Regions from separate parts of the Mus musculus genome. Here all the other regions are linked to region 1. Evidence: chromatin contacts called from public promoter capture Hi-C data. All regions are on one chromosome and are shown on one strand. Each heading gives the region's core, a stretch centred on a gene start, on an enhancer-like site or on the middle of the called end of the contact. The rest is flanking DNA. Distances are from core to core; before and after follow the strand shown.

Evidence for each region. Promoter capture Hi-C pulls out the DNA fragments that hold promoters and counts their contacts.
Region 2: a promoter capture Hi-C map of hippocampal neurons shows a contact between it and region 1, with 7 times the contacts expected there. The contact joins the promoter of Ankrd46 here to the promoter of Nipal2 in region 1. A contact is called at or near these places in 1 of 39 promoter capture datasets (hippocampal neurons) and 2 of 115 datasets of contacts at active chromatin or transcription factors (astrocytes and embryonic forebrain).
Region 3: a contact with region 1 is called in a promoter capture Hi-C map of hippocampal neurons, with 4 times the contacts expected there. The contact joins the enhancer-like site here to the promoter of Nipal2 in region 1. A contact is called at or near these places in 8 of 39 promoter capture datasets (the 3T3-L1 cell line, the HPC-7 cell line, cranial neural crest and 4 more) and 1 of 9 other capture datasets (embryonic stem cells).

The regions. Positions count from the first base shown.
Region 1 is chr15:34,677,340-34,680,253 of GRCm38.p6, forward strand. Nipal2 (NIPA-like domain containing 2) reads right to left here and starts at 1,367. Exons shown (of 11, transcript NM_145469.5): 1 at 1,220-1,367. The coding sequence starts at 1,354. It overlaps 4930413F20Rik (RIKEN cDNA 4930413F20 gene), which reads left to right. Exons shown (of 4, transcript NR_045883.2): 3 at 704-862; 4 at 1,239-1,865.
Region 2 is chr15:36,495,419-36,498,332 of GRCm38.p6, forward strand. Ankrd46 (ankyrin repeat domain 46) reads right to left here and starts at 1,373. Exons shown (of 5, transcript NM_175134.4): 1 at 1,309-1,373; 2 at 459-575.
Region 3 is chr15:35,913,491-35,916,404 of GRCm38.p6, forward strand. Vps13b (vacuolar protein sorting 13B) reads left to right here. Exons shown (of 62, transcript NM_177151.4): 57 at 1,284-1,460. Among named protein-coding and RNA genes, the nearest start is that of Cox6c, 23 kb to the right of the region's middle. Within about 2 kb of position 1,546, at least 52 of the 459 cell types and tissues checked have an H3K27ac peak or open chromatin away from gene starts, as enhancers often do. A contact at or near this core is called in hippocampal neurons, where this site is marked.

The DNA.
Region 1 (2,914 bases), core at 117-2,616:
GACAATCAAGAATTCCAGGAAATGTTTAAGAAAACTAATGACTACATAAGTTCTCTAGTGAAAACAATGGTTTCCTGGTTTGGATGATGCCTGGGTGGGTCACATCTACTAACTCTCTAATATTTTACCAAGAGCAGACCATTCATTCTTAAACTTATATTGGAAATGTGTCTACTACAAGCATAACATACACTAAGGAAAGTCTCTTCTTTGTAGTTCCACAGTGGAAGCAAGGAGAGTCAGTCAGTGTCTGAGCAATGCCCCTGCCCCATTTTGTTATCTTTTGTGACATAACAGTTTTAAAGCCATAATCTTTCCTGTGTTGAACATTAAAAAGATGATCTAAGCTTATTTATTCGTTATACAAATCACCTCCAAGTTCAGAAACAAACATTTAGGATACTTTTCAAGCATAAAAAGGATCTCTTTGATTAGTGGTTAAATATCCCACTGAGGACAACAGTAACAAAAATTTATGGCCTTATTCTTGCAAAGGAAAAAAGATCTGTGGCTTTGTTCATGCACAAGAACAAAGTAACAGGCTTAGGAAAACTAACGCAAGCCTGAAAGATCAATCACTTGCCCCACTTAGAGGAATATAAATGCTAGGGAGAGCTTTGCTTCTCTGCCTGATCTTAGGGCCAGCAGAGGGGGTAGGGGACACCTCCGATCCTCTTTGATGCTCTTAAATTTATATTGCCAGCATAAACCCGTGGTGTTTGGCTGACAGCAGCGAGCAATGAAGTACTGCAGCTGAGAGTATCTGGGAAGGTTGATGCTGAGATTGCTGGGACCTTGGAGACACAACTCTGCACAGAATTGACATTGGGAGCCCCTTAATGAGTTTCTGCTTCTGAGAAGGGTAGCACCATTTTTTATTTTTTAACTGTGAAAGGAAACTGGCCTGAAAAATAAGTGGAAATCCACCTCCACCGCCTTGCAGGAGGGGAAGAAAGCTGGGGGAGGCGAGGTCCTTGGGGACCCAAAGGCCCAAGAGTGAGACCAGGGAGCAGCCTGGGGGTCTGCTGCTCCGCCGAGGCCGGGAGGGGGGAAGGGGGCGGAGGGGATGGGTAGCCAAGTGTCAGCGTCACGTGTCAGCTCTACCCACTCGCCCAGTCGCGAGCGCGGAGAGCTGGCAGGAAGGCACCGAGGCCTGGCGCCTCCGCGGGGCCTGCGTGGAGCTGGCAGGCGGCGCGCTGTGGTGCGCGGGCGGCCTTACCTGGTTTCTGCGATACCAGGCGCTCGACAGCGAGCCGTTGCCCGGGCCTGGTGCCCAGTATGTGAAGTTCCGAGACAGCTCGTCTAGGACGGCCGAGGCGTCGTCCTCGGGGGCTGTGCGCGCCGGAGCCGCCATGAGGACTGAATCCACGCGCTGGGACTCGGGCGCGGCCCTCCCGTCCGTCCTCCCGCAGCCGCAGCCACTTCCTGCCCGGCGACCCGGCGCCGGCACCTGGCTCCTGCGGCACGCAGGTGAGGTCCGGGCTCGGCCCAGTTGCCGCCGCTCCCTTCTGGGCCCCGGTGCCTACACCTGTCAGCGCAGGAATGACATCATCTCTTTTGCCTCTGGGATCTACTGTGCACAAAGCAAATGTTTGTCCAAGTGCAGGGAGAAAAGGAGCTATCCATTAATCTAAAGAGTGACCGGCACCCTTGGCAGTTCCAGTTCGCGCGTGTAAAAGGTTTAAAATGTTCCACATATGGAAAAAAGAAAAAGCCATAATCTCCCTCTCCCCAATATTGGGCACATTGTGAATGAAGAGCCCAGCCACAGAGTGACCATTAGGAACTATTCGAAGAATAGAGAAGAGATATCCTATGGCAGCTGGATAGGCTGTCAGATAAGTTCATAAAGAATTGCTGAAACGTTGTCAGCTGCCCCATATGGTGATTTAAGTTGAGTCAGAAATGCTAAGAACAACCTTAAGTACGCATACTGGATATTCTAGTCTGACCGGTTTTAAACTCGGTTACACTACAAATGATCTTTGTCTTGTCTGTCACTTTGAACATTCTGTGATTTTTGTGTTATTACATGAAGTGTCTACACTGGGAATTTGTTTTCAAGACACTGAGACTCTTTAAGCTATGCACTTTAAAGATAGGGGAGAGAGGAAACAAGACAGGAAGAGAGGAGAGGGGAGGGAAGGAGAAGAGAGGAGAGGAGGGAGAAAGGAGGAGGAGGAGAGGGGGGATAGAAGGAGGGAGGGAAGAAGGGAGAGAGGAAGAGAGAGAGGGAAAAAGGGACCTGGGAGAAAGCTGTGATGATTTCTTAGGGGAAATATGTAAAGCAGAGAAGAGAGTGTAAGTCATTTCAGACGCAAAAAAAAAAAAAAAAAAAAAAAAAAAAAAAAAAAGGCAAGTCGTCCTGACAGTTGTGTTGGTTCTTGCTTGAGTAAACAAAATGTTAAGTCAACAATTAATAATTGTAGCTAACTATGTTCAATTTAAAGAAACGAATTTATTTCAATTAAATACCCCAAAGAAAAATCAATTCGCTATATAAATTTCATTAATTTCATAAGTATATGGTGCTATAAATCGAACCCATTGCCTTTAGATGTTAAGCAAGCACCATACCCCTGAAACACATGCCTGCTATGTGATTCTAGGACACTCCCATCCCTCAGCTCTGCCATGCCTGGGATCCGCATACTCTTTAATGGAAAATGGTTGTCCAAGAATCGCCAACCTCCACAACCATCATCTCTCCTCCTTTGACCCCATTGGCTGGGAATAAGTCACATGCCTAGCTTTACTTGCCAGAGATTTTGGGGCATTTCCCTCCTGGAGAGTAGTATGTGAGGATAGATGAGGAGGGGTGGCAGAGGGGAACTGGCAGAGCTTGGCACAATCACTCCTGAGTATTATCTGTCAGCCAGATTGTAAGTAGGCATGCAGGCAGGCTCTAACAAGC
Region 2 (2,914 bases), core at 123-2,622, 1.8 Mb after region 1:
CTGCAGTCACTAGCTCAGTTTGCTTACAGGTTGTGCTGTGTATCCTTCGTTCCTCACCACGTAGCAGTTCTCTCCCACGTCTCTCTGGTATCCTGTGAGACACTAGCTTCTTGTAGGAGTCGGGGAATCTTTCTGCTTGGCAGAATGCTATGTGTGCAAGGTACACTCACTAGAACTGCTGTGAAAATACAACTAACCAACACACAGCTAATGTGGATAGACAATCACAGACGCACTCCTCCATCAAATCAACCTATGCTGAAACAGTAAGAATCCAGGACATTTAACTTTATTATCACTACAAGGCTTAAAGAACAAATGCATTTCTCATTAAACTCCCTTGAAACTAAAAGGACAGTGGCACAGGCTCTTGCATACTCCATAAGCATAAGTCTAAGAGAAACCAGTTCAGGCTACGAATTCTATCAATAAACAAAAATCTTAAGGAACACTACTACCTTTGCAAGGTAAAGGGATGCTGGCGTGAAGTCTTGGGCGTCTCCGGTCCCACTTAGTCTGCCAACTGTCTGGGCTTGGACAGGTTGACTTAAGACTCTGTGCCTCAGCTTCTTTATCTGCAAATCAGAGATGGTACTTGTCAGGGTTGTTGCAAAGATTTTAAAAAGGACCATTAGGCACAATATCTGACATGAAGATAGCCAGCTGTTACTGTAACATGAAAAATCACCACACCACTGATGGCACCTTGGGAAGCGCCTAAGTACTAATGCCACGTTCTGAAGAGTGGGCAGTGTTATTTACTCTTCAATAACACACACTTATTACATTCCGCAGCCAATTCTAGAGTCTGTGGAACGCTGTTAAAATAAATGTCTTCTCCCTAAGACGGTTGTTGGGAAATCCGGAGAGGAAGCAACTGCGTTTTAACGACGCGTGTCAAGTGTGAAAGTTCATGATCACCTGAGGCCTAAGCGCAAAGTGTGCAAATCTTTTCTCTCCGCGGATACCCTGGGCAGTGTGACAGTCCGGACAGATCACACGCACCTCCACAGCGCCCACGCACGCCCGGGCTTCGGTCTCCTCGTGAACCGCTAAGGTGTTGACAATTCCTAGCTATGCTTTGAATCCCTGCCTGGGAAGGACGCCGCCATCGGGCTGGGGCGTGGGCTGCCTGAGACCCGCGAATACCCGCGGGCATCATCCGCGCAAGCTCCCAGGCCTGACCCGGGCCCTCCTGCCAGCATCGCCCGCGCGGAAGCCGCTCGGACCCGCGCCGGGCTCCACGGCCCTCAGAGGAGCTGTCACCGGCTCCCGCCCAGCTGCTGCCCACGGCCCCGGCCCTGGTACCTGCGCCCGCGGCAGCAGTGATGGCAGCAGCTCCTCCTCTCCAGCGGCGACAGGCGGGGCGCGGACGACCACAGAGGTGGAGCTCGCGAGGGCAGAGCGGCCTCGCACCCCGCGGCGGCGCGCCCCCTGCAGGCGGGAGGCTCTCATGGCGGTTCGGCCTCTAGCCAGCATCGCGCACATTCACCCCTTTTAAAAAACATACATCCCATTCCCTCAACTAAGTAGAAATTTAAAAGGCAGAAACAAATATATTAAGTGCCACGCGCATTAATTTATTAGTTTAGGGCTGCAGGGGAGGTGTTTAAAATCTGAATCCACAAGTTAGCAAATAATGGCTGACAAGTCTACTCTAAGCTATAATCCTGCCGAGTTATTATTCAGAGTGAATGCTTACACCCACTTATAAGGGTTCCTTGACTTATCATGACATGTGAAAATGATGATACACCCATATATGGAACATTCTTTCACAGAGCTTCTCTCTCTCTCTCTATCTCTCTCTCTCTCTCTCAACTCCAGTCATATAGCCAAGGTGACTTCTTTTAAACACTGTTCTACAAATTCTAGTATCATCCAACCCACCAGATGACCCTGTAGGGTGTTGTCTGTTCAAGAATTACATCTAAGTCGTCCTCCCGCCCCCAGCCCCCGGCAATGTCAAATAGATGTATAGGAGTATTGCCTGGCTTAAGGAAACCTCATATTCCTTTCATTTAAGGATTATAAGAAGGCTGGAGAGATAGCTCAGTTGGTAAAGGACCTGCATTGCAAGCATAAGGTCCTGAAGTCACCCCAGAACCCACATAAAAAGCCAAGCATGCTGGCATGTGGTAATCCAAGTTCTGGCTAGTAGGAGATAGCTGGGTCTCAGTGGTCCCCCTGACCAGTCTGCCAGCCTGGGCTATTCATGGGCTTTAATGAGAGTCCTCTCAAAAAAAAATCAAGATGATTGGCTCTTAAGGTATGTCACCTGAGGCTGACCTCTGGTCTCCATGTGCAAGTGCATGTTAAGTGTTTGCACACTCATGTTTGTGAATGCATGGGCCTGTGCACATATACACACACAGGCCACACACCAGGGCAGGGTGAGCTCAGCCATCCCCAGGGCTGCCAATCATCTTTAGCTATTTAACATTTACTTGTGCAGTGACTGACTATAAATATTCTGTAAATTGGGGATACATTAATCAATTTGTCAGTGGCTAAGTCCATAATATCTTCATATATGCCCATGCACTGTGCCAAATCATTGGGTAATTTAAATGATAATTCTATTCTTACAATTTATTCTTCCCCGGTTGGTGTATCAAACAACTTGAGAGTTTATTGATTGTATTCTAATTTATCTTTTCTTCTTCACGAATTATGGCTTCTGATCAATGGGGAAAATGTAAGGACTGTGAAGGCAGCTTTTTTTCTTCCTCTGAGGAGATTAAGGAAATGGACTGTGAGTTGCCTGTGCTCTCTGAATCCTTGTCCCCATGTCTGCGGACTTGACACAGTGAAGACTGAACATCTTCATAGATGATACTTTTATATCCCAGCAATATCTTGATACTTAATGGGAGTGACCATAAATCAAAGATTATATTTAGTCATTTTACAT
Region 3 (2,914 bases), core at 296-2,795, 1.2 Mb after region 1:
ACACACATCAAGTGGGATTGTCATCTACCTCCTGTATCCATACAGCTCTGACCCCCAGCAGCTCAGTGGTCAGGCACACTTGCAGGGTGATGGTGGCACTGTTGGCCTTGTGCTTGGGGGATTCCATGAGCAGTGCCTTGGCCCCACGTGGCTCTTCATTTGTCAGTCCTAATGACTGACAGCCATGTTGTCACCCTAATGCTCCAGAAAAGGGCTCAACATTTATGCCAGTCCTATGCTCTCTACTTTAGGAAGCTCTCTGCTTTGATAGTGACCTGGGGACTTGGCCTCCCTCTTCGGTTGGTGACTTAACTGAGGATCTCTGTCACAGAGACTTGCTATTGAGAGAGGGAACAGTTCCCATCCTTTGCCTTACCTCACAGCCTTCCCAATAAAAAGGCCACAGTACTGAGTTTGGCATAAAGATTCCTAAAGGAAGTTGCTTTTTCAGATCTCTCCTCTCCCTGCCCCTGGTCTTTGCCTGCCCCTGGAGTCCTCTGGGCTTACAAGCCCTCAGTCCCCACCCCAGGCGGAAGGGAAAAGGCAGAAGGCTGTGAGCAAGCCACTGGAGCAGGCCAGCTCCTGGCAAGTCTGAATTTAAATAGGAAAGCAGACCCAAAGCCACGCTCCTGGGACATGGGTGGGGGAGCACTTCCCTCTCGCTAACCTAATCAGTGTGTCCCTGTCACCGATGTTTACACAGCCCAATAGGGTTGAAGGAGAGACATTTGTTTGGCTCTAGCTCCACTCTAAGAGAAGTACTCAGCTTGATAGGATTGTGAAAGATTAAAAAGAACCCTCCATCCTTGTCAAAGCTTGCATCCCTTTTGCAATACCCTATTTTAGCATCTGGCTTCTCACCACCAGGCAGCTGCTGCTGCTGCTGCTGCTGCTGCTGCTGCTGCTGCTGCCGCCGCCGCCCTGACAGATAGGGAGAAACATCTCAGTCTGTGAGCACCTGCAGCCCAGAGTGCCTGACTGAGCTGGAGGTGTTCTCTGCACATGGCTCCCTTTACAGGAGTACAGGAGGCTTGGGCACAGAAGTCATATTAAAGCCATTTGCAAGGCTGCCAGAGGAACACTGTGATTTATAAAGTATGAAAGTTCACCATTTATGAATTCACAGATATGATTTCCCATATTTTGCTCCAAAGAAGCTTATGGGTGTCATACACCCTTCGTTCTAGTGTGGAAAGGGAATTTTAGAGAAAGCAGGCCACTTTTCATGAGTGTTGAAAGTGCTGAACTCAAGGTCTCAATAACCCCTTCCCTTTGTGTTGCAGGCTGGGTGGTGGGGTCTCTGGAAATCCTCGGCAGCCCCGCCAGCTTAGTGAGAAGCATTGGGAATGGGATCTCGGACTTCTTCAGGCTTCCATATGAGGGATTGACCCGAGGCCCAGGAGCCTTCGTGAGCGGAGTCTCCAGAGGGACCACATCATTCGTCAAGCACATTTCCAAAGGTAGCGGGTGCCGGTCCTTGCAGGGCCTTGTCTTGTGTTTCAAGCGTTCATGCTGTTCAGTTTGCTCACCCAGCCTGCAGCTTCTGTTGTGTTAACTTGCTGTGAAATGCTGGGATGATAGCAAAGCTCATGTTTTAAACAAATCACTGCTTGCCTGTAGTGTTTAAAAATGTTTCAGAAACGTTCTCATTGAGAAAACACAAACTGGCTCCACTGTTATTCTATACAATAAATATAGAAATACTGACAGTGTTTGTGACCTCTGCTAAGCAGCAGGGCTCCCACACCAGTTGCCTCATCATGTTTCTAAAATGCAGATACAGTTGTCATAGCTGTCTAAGGACATGGACTCATTGTAGTGGGGAAGCTGACTGCTAAGCCAGCTTTACTCCCACTCCCTACATCCACAGTGCCATCTTGTGGTCCAGACAGGTCATCAGGCATGGAGGCTAAACTGCTTCCCACCAGGAGAATGTTTTCATTTCATCCAGTGTTTGCTCGATATTTTGGTCAGGTTGGCAGTGACCAGGGAACTAACAAGGGCCATCTGAGTCCCCTTTTCTTCTCAGCGGGAGGCAGAGAAAACAGGGCAAAGGCCTTCTTGCCCATAAAAGGCATTTTACTGTAGACAATACCATAACTCTGTTATGAGTGGGCAGGTTACTGAAGACTCTAGAAGACCTCAAAAGAAGACTTAGGCTTGAAATATGAGACTCCATGATCCATAGTGAGGGTGGGGGCTCCTGGTGGGGGGTTGGCAAGAGAGCAGCCAGAGTAATAAAAACAAATTCCATGGACAATGAAAGGGAGCCTCCCCCAGCCCCAGATCCCGGGAGGCCTGGGAGCGGACTAGAAACTCACAGATGTGTGCCTGGTGGGCTTCTCAGTCCTGCCATGGGTCCTCTGAGGTTCTGGTGTTTGTGTTTTACAATAGGACAGCAAACACCTGTTAAACTGTAGCTCAGCTTATTTAGCATCCTGACTGCTTCTTACATTTGTTCTCCCATCTTAGCAAAATCGGGGGGGGGGGGGGTTGTCTGTGTGTGTGTGTGTCTGTGTGTGTGTCTGTCTGTGTTGTGTGTTCATATGTCTCTGTGTTTATATGTCTGTGTGTGTCTGTGTTCATACATCTGTGTGTGTCTGTGATTCATGTCTGTATGTGTGTCTATGTGTTCAAGTCTGTGTGTTCATCTGTCTGAGTGTGTCTGGGTATCTTATGTGTTCAGACCACAGGTAAAAATGATAGCTTCAGAAGTGGGACCTGCCATTTCTTCTCTATTGGTGTCTTCTGGTTTTGCTGCTGAGATCCATATGTACTTGCTGGAGCAGTTGGGACTGTTGGAGCATGGGAAGTTGTCTTTTTTTAGGAAAACCAAACAGAATCATTGCCTGGGTTCCTTTGTTGACTTTTCTATCAGTCAATGTCCAGATTACCAAAACTTCATAAATCTTCT